2 separate regions of the Ovis aries genome follow, and region 2 is linked to region 1. The links are chromatin contacts, called in public Hi-C maps. All regions are on one chromosome and are shown on one strand. The core of a region is the stretch at or near the end of the contact, and the rest is flanking DNA. Distances in the headings are between cores, read along the strand shown. Region 1 overlaps LOC121817413 (a long non-coding RNA gene). Region 2 overlaps LOC106990495.

Region 1 (3,647 bases), core at 549-3,048:
AGGCCACCCAGCCAGAACTTTCAGATCAGCTCATTTAAAGAGTCGGACAGGCTCCTTCTCCTAACAGGGGAATTGCATTTCTGCGAAGAAAGGTGATATCCCCATTACAGACTGGGAGTATTGGCAGACGACCAGCTGTGGCCAGTTGGTCGCAAGTGAACTGGTGAAGAGTGGCTCAAGTCTCTCATCCCAGGAAGGGTGGGAGGAGGCCCTGAAGACACAGAATCCAAGCCTGGTGGCCAGGACTTGAGGGGAGCAACTTGTCTGTCAGCCTCTTCATCCAAACTAGGCTCAAACCTCTCTTCTATCAGGAATTCTTTCCTGATGCCCAGGGGTTGCCAACTCATGGCCTTGGGCCAAGTTTAACCTTTAGTGAGATTTTGTTTGGCCTTCAGTGTGTATGTGGTTTTTATATTGAACGTAAGATCCTATGACAGTGCAGGCTGCCCTCCTCATTGGCAAAGACAAGTGTGGCCAGACTAAGTCCCCAAAGGCATTTGAGATCTTGGCTTAGATCAGCCCACCCGGCCTGAGCCTTCACATCTTCCCTCATCTTCTAGGATCTCAGTCGGCGCTGCTGCCCCTTCGTGGTTCTTGCATGTTTCTCCTTAAGCATGCCGAGTTGAGTGTCCCTCCAGCCCCCTCTTTAGGCTCCCCACAGGTGGTGGCTGCCTATATTTCTGAGAACCCCTCTGGCAGCCCGGTTTTTCATCTTGCATGTCAATCTCTGCCCTGGGTAGGCACCACATCTTTTCCAGCAGGGGTGACATGGTATTTTTCTGCCATCAGACTGCAGGCTCCTTGAGGGCAGGATATTGACTCAGACTGGGATTTCACTGAGGGCTAAATGAATGGGTGCGGGAGTAGCACCCTCTGTCATAGGGAGCTCCCTGAGGGCAGGGCCATGGCTCCCCTCAGTCTAGAGCTCTTTGAAGGCATTGGATTCTCCCCTCAGATGAGGCTTTTGCACCCCACCCAACCCCTCTGGCTCTCAGCTGCTCCCAGGCATTCCTTCCAGGACACCGTTTGTCATGCTTTGATGAATGAAACCTACTAAGAATAACTCAGTCCTTGTAGTCTCTAAAGGACAGGGGTGTTGGGGGCGGCGGGGGAGCCGAGGCTGGTGATTGTGAGGGGCTAGAGGAGGAGGATGAACACAACTCTTCATTCCATAGCGTTTTCCCAGGTGCCCATCGTCCACTAGGAAGAGACTCCGGGCGGTGGGGGGGCGGGGGGTGCTGCAAGCCCCCCTACGGTGCCATTCCTGCTGTTGCCAGTAGGGGGAGGTTCCACAGGACTCCTGAGATGGAAATGCCAGCCCCCTTCTTCACAGCCTTCCCAGCCCTGAAGTCATCACCTCAGTGCCACCCAGCCCCCTCTATGCCTGCCACCGGCTTCCTCTGCCTGGAAGTCAGGTGCTTGGGGCGAGGGGCGGCTTCCACTGGGACAGGCACTGTGGGGGGGTGCCTTCATCTTCCTGAGGAGGACTGTCAGAGTGATCACGGGGATGGGGGGGTAGGGGATGGAGAAGCAGTCTCAGAATGACAGAAGGGCATTTGGTGTTGTTGTTGTTGTTGTTTTTTTAATAAGAAGTGATTTATTAGTGGTGTTTTAATTTAGGGATGAGGCATGACTGACCCAGAAGATGAACCCCTGTCCCCGACCCCATTCCACTCTTCCTTCCTCACCAGCCCCTTTCCACTCCCAGACCTCAAGCCTCAAGTTCAGAACTGAGCGACCTTTCCAGGGCAACTGTTCTCCCAGGCACTTCACAAGGGGCCCGAGGGGTGGGGAGCCTGTGACCTTAACGCACTTCTTTGGACGAGGCCTTCCTGGCACCCGGCCCCCACCTGCCACCTCCTGAGAGGGACATTTCGGCCTGGTCTTGGCAAAAACACCAGCCTCTGAGCCAGGCAGCCTGGTATGGTACCAGCCCTGCCACTGACTCCACTGTGACCTTGAGAAGTCCTTTGCTCCCTGGGCCTCAGTTTCCCCATACCTGAAATGAGTTTGCTCTAGGTTTCATGGTTTGCGAACCTTTCTTTTTAAAAAATAATGGATCCTATTACTTAAATAGTAACTTATGTGGCGTCTCCACTGGTGACATTGAAAAAGTTTGGAGTTTTATGGTCAAAATAGGAGTGGGGGTCCAGAGCCCCAGGGTTCAATCCATCACACACATGTGCACACGCACATGCACACACACACACACACACGTGTGCATGTAGAATGGCTCCAGGGCACTCCACAGAGCACACTTCACAAACCTCTGAACCCTGAAATCCCCTGAGCAAACATTCTGGGGCCCTGCCACATCTGGGAGCTCCAGAACTGGGGATGAGGCTGGGACTGGGGGCCGCCCTGGTGTGGGGAGCAGGGCTGAGAGGTCACAAGGTGGGGGTCGGGGTGGGGGCAGAGCCAGTAGGGGGAGTCCTTGTGACACAAGGTAACACCACTGAGGCTGGGCAAGGGCCTAGGTCCAAAGCTGGGTCCATGCAAACCCTCTGAGCCAGAGTCTTGGTAGGGACTGAGTGCCCTCCCCAAGCAGGAGGGGCAGCAGGCATAGGAGGAGGGGGAAGCCTCTGGCAGCCTTTCTCTGGAATCCCTCTCGCCAGCCCCAGGATGAGGGCCAGAGTGACAGAGTGGGGGCTGAGCCCCAGTGGGGTAGCATTCCCCACTACAGGAGACACAGGGAGCCTCCCAGCACCCCCAAAGCTGGAAGTGTGAGGATTTGGTGACCAGCAAGAATGCAGTGGGGAGCAGACCTGTCAGACTCTGGAGACAGGAGAATGAGAAGATGAGCAGATACCACACAGGGAAGAAAATGGCGTGATAAGAGGCAGGACTGGGTCTGGGGCCCTGGCTTAGAGCAGTGGGGAGGGTCCCTGCAAAGTGGGGAACAGCAGAAGCAGCCCTGTCCCTCCTAGCTGGCAGATGGACTGTGCTCAGGAGTCACCAGGTAAAGTAGGTACTGCCCACTGATACCCCAAGCAGTCCTGGAGTGTCCATGTTCCTGATTTCCCCCAGAGAGCATGTGGGGGGAACATAGATGTCTCCCCAAGTCCACCTCCCTGGGATTTATGATGGGGGATGGGGCAGAGCCACCTCCGAGCTACCTCCCCATCCTCTATCCCAACTAACACACACACACACACACACATGCACACACTGACATTTGTCCCCTAGAGACTTCACAGCCTGAGCCCTGGAAACTCCAGGATCGCCGCTATGTGCCAGGCATGGCTCTGGACACTGTGGGTTCCAGGAACAGAAGAGTCAGCCTAGGTCTTTGCCCTCGTGGTGCACATGTTTTAGGGAGTGAGTGACAACTCAACAAGTCACAAAGGAATCAAGTTCAGGTCGCGAGGAGACAACCATGGGAGCAGAGAGTGCTGGGTGGCTGGGGCTGTTTAGAGTCATCAAAGGATGTCTCCGTGAGGAGGTGACATTCCAGTAGAGACCTGAGCTGCAAGAAGCCAGCTGTGCTTTGGGGCCAAAGGCCTTGAAAACGTATGATGTTTTTAAACAGAAAAGAAGATGTACCCATAAACGTTCAAGGGCAGGGACATGAAGAGCATCTGTAAAATGTCCTGCACAGTGACAGGAAATTCACATTCATCATCTACTTCCCTCTTCAGCACGCTGGT
Region 2 (3,647 bases), core at 759-3,258, 69 kb after region 1:
CATTTGTCTAGGGTCTCTACCAGCCTTATGGGGCCTGCCCTGGATTCAGGTACAGAGAGGTCTCAGGGTGAGAGTCTCCAAGAGGCTGAGCGCTCTCCCCAGGCACAGGTGGGACTACGTGTGCTTAGTGGTCCAGTCGTGTCGGCCTCATTGCAACCCCATGGACTGTAGCCCACCAGGCTCCTCTGTCCATGGGGATTCTCCAGGCAAGAATACTGGAGTGGCTTGCCATGCCCTCCTCCAGGGGATCTTCCCCACCCAGGGATCGAATCCAGGCCTCCCACATTGCAGGTCTGAGCCACCAGGGAAGCCCCGTGGGTCTATAGGGTTGTGAATTGAGTGCCCAAGGGACCAGAGTTTTCAGCCCTCTCTTGCCTCTCAGCCCAGGGCCCAGCGGACTGTAGAGCAGTGACCCAGAGGATGAGGAGGGCCAGAGCATCAACTCCTTTCAGCACCCAGTCACCATGAAGCGCTACTGCGCGTGAAGGACGGTGCTATTGGGGTGCATGATGAAAAAGGGGCTGGGTAGAGGTGAGATTCGCTGGAAGGCAAACAAAGTGCATTGGAGGACCCGGAGCAGCGGGAACCCCACCCCAGAGCATCCCCAACCCAGGCGCGCAGAGGAGCGGCTTGCTCCGGAGCCCGGCGCGCGCGCTCGGGGCCGGCGCCGCACGCGCACGCGTACCCGCAGCCGCTCCCCCGCCCGCGCGGCGCCGGCTCCCGCGCGCGCGCACTTGAGGCCTCCCTTGTGCGTCTCCTCCATTCGCTACGTGCAGAATGGTCCGTCGGCAGCAGCTGCAGCGCCGAGTGGGAGGGGGAGGAGGAGGGGAGGGGGAGGCGGTGCCCAGGTCTGGAGGAGGGGCCGCGGCGGGCCGGGCGGGGGGAAGCTGGGGAGAGGGGCTGGCGGGGGGACCCTGGGTGGGCGCAGCCTTCCTTCCCTTCCCCCTTCCCCTCCCCCCGGTCTCCGTCGCTCCCTACTTCAAGGCCATTCCGGCCAGCCCTGTGTTTCCTGCTCAGACGTCCAGGAACCCAGCCGACCAAGAGGGGTTTTCTCCGTGTTGTCCCCTCCCCAAAACCCAGGACCCAAACCCAAGAAAGAACCAGTTTTGCTGTCCCCTCTCCCCTCTTCCCGTCCCGACCACATTCCCAGGCTTTTGTGTGAAATGACCCGACAGCAGACCCTTTCCCACTCCGCTTTTGCATGATGCTGGAGTCCCTAAGAGGTGCTGTAACCTCACTCTCCTCTCTCTTACCCCCCCACCTGGAGGAAGGAGAAGGGATAGGATGGACGCTAGAGTCTAGTTCCCAGCATTTCCAGAAGGGGAAGCCCAGAATCTCACACGCGAACATAGGATGGCGGAAAAGTCTGGTGGCCCAGAACAGGCTGCTGCCCAGGAGCCTAACTAAGTCCATGTCAAAAGGAGCTAGTGTCTGGAGGGTCCCCCCTAGACTGGCATGAATTCACCCGCATTACGGATCTGTGTCCCATACACCTGTGTGTAAAGGGCTCCCCAGGAATGTAATGGTGAGAAGCCACCAAGGGGTGGATCGTGTTTCCCTGGAGGATCCCAAACAGACCAGCTCCCTTTGCTGCCAAGAACCCAGATGTGGCCCAGACGTGCACAGCAGCCCCTCCCACGGGGTGGGACACCAGCTATTCTGTGCAGCCCCTCCCAACTCTTCTCCCAGGGTCAAGGGAGGAAAGCCGGCGACCTCCGGTGCCCCCTTCCCCATTCGGGCTGCTGGCAGGGTGGGGGTGGGGGGGCAATTCCATTATCCTCTCTGTCCTTTGAGGGGGCCATCTGGTTTCACGTCGGAGACAGCCACTTGTGTTTAACGTGTGGTCTAATCTCTAGCCCTCTGCCGGCAGGTTAAGTCTAGATCGCCAGGAAGGAAGGTGTTCTGGGTCAGTTTCAGTTTACACAAACCGACCCATGAGCCTGGGCTTTACACAGTGCCTGGATCCGGGGAAGCGGATCCGCTCCTTTTGGTCCGGCAGTCTTTTAGGAGGCGCCCTCTGCTGGCCACTGGGAAATGCAGGGAAGAACAAGAGTCGTGCAGAGGCGCTCTCGGAGGGTCTGAAGGGGGACACAAGTCAGAGAAACAAACGAAAACCAGGAGCCAGTGAACAGTAGTGACTGGGCTGGCCACAAATAAGGGAGGCATGCTGAAACCTTGCTGGAGGTGGGGAGTTTTGAGCCAGCTTTCGTTGAGCAGGGAAGGGCAACCAAGCTGGCAGATGGCTCAGGACACCCCAGGGGCACCCCTGCCTGTGTGCAGAGTCCTGTCCCTGCCCTGGGTGGCTCACACCCCTGCAGAGTCTGATGACTGCCGTGCCCTGCAAGGGGGCCTACCCTCACCGTCAGCCTCTCCTGGGGTGGTGGGCTGGGAGAAACAGCCAGAGCTGGAAGGCCCAGAGCTGGAAGGCCCGAACCTTCTAGTCAGCACCTGGCTCCTCAGGGCTGGCAGAGAAAGTGACCCAAGAGAGGAGTCTACAGCTGACAGATCCACCCCACATACCCAGGTCCTTGGCATGGCAGGGCTCAAGGTAGGGTACGGGCCTGAGTCACAGCCTGTCTCAGGAAGGCCAGCTTGCCAAGAGGTGAGACCTGGGTCAACAGCCCATCACCCTGCCTCTGGCCACTGGGCATCCTCCCCAACACGTCCCACACGTGGGGCCAGGGAGGTGCTAGGGCGGTGCAGGCCGTGGAAGCTGCTGGGGCCTGCGCCTCAGGGCCACGGAGGGCAGGAACAGAGGCACGAAGGGGTTCTCACTGCACAGGAAGAGATGGGTTAGAGAGAGGATGGACCCCCCTGCCGCCCCCCAGGCATCCAGAGTCTCTCCCGGTGTGGTGGGTAAGCGAGCAGCAGGTGCCACCCAGAACTGGCAGCTTCTAGAACTGCCCCGCCAGTCCTCCAGGGAGGGTCGCCCCCAAGGCCTCAGCATCCTTACAGGACTTTACACAGGTCCGACCTCCGAAGGCAGCCCAGGGCTCCCAGCCTTCCAAGGCCCCACAAAGGCCCAATTCCCAGACCACTCCCCAGAAGTCAATGGCACTGTGACTTCCTCCCCGCCACACCCCGCCCAGCTCTACTCACTGATTCATTGGCTTCCACCTTATTGGCGAGGCTCCCTTCCTGAGCAGCCAGGGTAAGAGGACTCCCAGGGTGGGGACTGAGGCCCAGGAGGGAACAGAAAGCATGGCGCTTTAATTAGAGGTAATTGGTTAATTTAGTCTGAAAGCTTGGGGGAGGGGAGGGGATAGAGTCTGTGGCCTAATAGGGCTCAGACTCAAACTGGTGAGTCTCTTTCCGGACCAGAGCTGACCAAAGCGAACCCACCCACCCAGGACATCCACTCTTCGCCCAGGTCAGAGCAAGGCCCATAGCAGACTGGGGTGGCCGTGCAGGAGAAAAATAATAATAAAGCAGGTGCCCTGGGGTAGTGGGCAAGGCCTGCTGAAGTTAGGGAGCTAGGAACTGAGGACTGGGGAGGTGCAGCGGGTTCTGGGATGGGAATCGATCCCTTTCTTCTCCTCTCCTTGTACAACCATCCCTCCCAAGATCATTGCCCCAACCCCGGCCAGGTTAGGGGCCTACCCTCCTCCTGTGGTCAGTGACCTCTCAGGCCTGCCCATCCTCAGGGG

Evidence for each region. A called contact is a pair of places that touch in the nucleus more often than the background predicts.
Region 2: a contact with region 1 is called in a Hi-C map of muscle, with 6 times the contacts expected there. The contact joins two enhancer-like sites. A contact is called at or near these places in 5 of 16 Hi-C or Micro-C datasets (blood, hypothalamus, liver and 2 more).

Annotation. Positions count from the first base shown.
Region 1 is chr20:17,527,098-17,530,744 of ARS-UI_Ramb_v3.0, forward strand. All of the region lies in intron 1 of LOC121817413 (a long non-coding RNA gene), which reads left to right. Among named protein-coding and RNA genes, the nearest start is that of TRNAG-GCC, 41 kb to the left of the region's middle. Within about 2 kb of position 1,799, at least 2 of the 54 cell types and tissues checked have an H3K27ac peak or open chromatin away from gene starts, as enhancers often do. A contact at or near this core is called in muscle, where this site is marked.
Region 2 is chr20:17,595,608-17,599,254 of ARS-UI_Ramb_v3.0, forward strand. It overlaps LOC106990495, which reads right to left. Exons shown (of 3, transcript XM_060403644.1): 1 at 3,601-3,647; 2 at 3,100-3,175. Among named protein-coding and RNA genes, the nearest start is that of TMEM63B, 45 kb to the right of the region's middle. Within about 2 kb of position 2,009, at least 25 of the 54 cell types and tissues checked have an H3K27ac peak or open chromatin away from gene starts, as enhancers often do. A contact at or near this core is called in muscle, where this site is marked.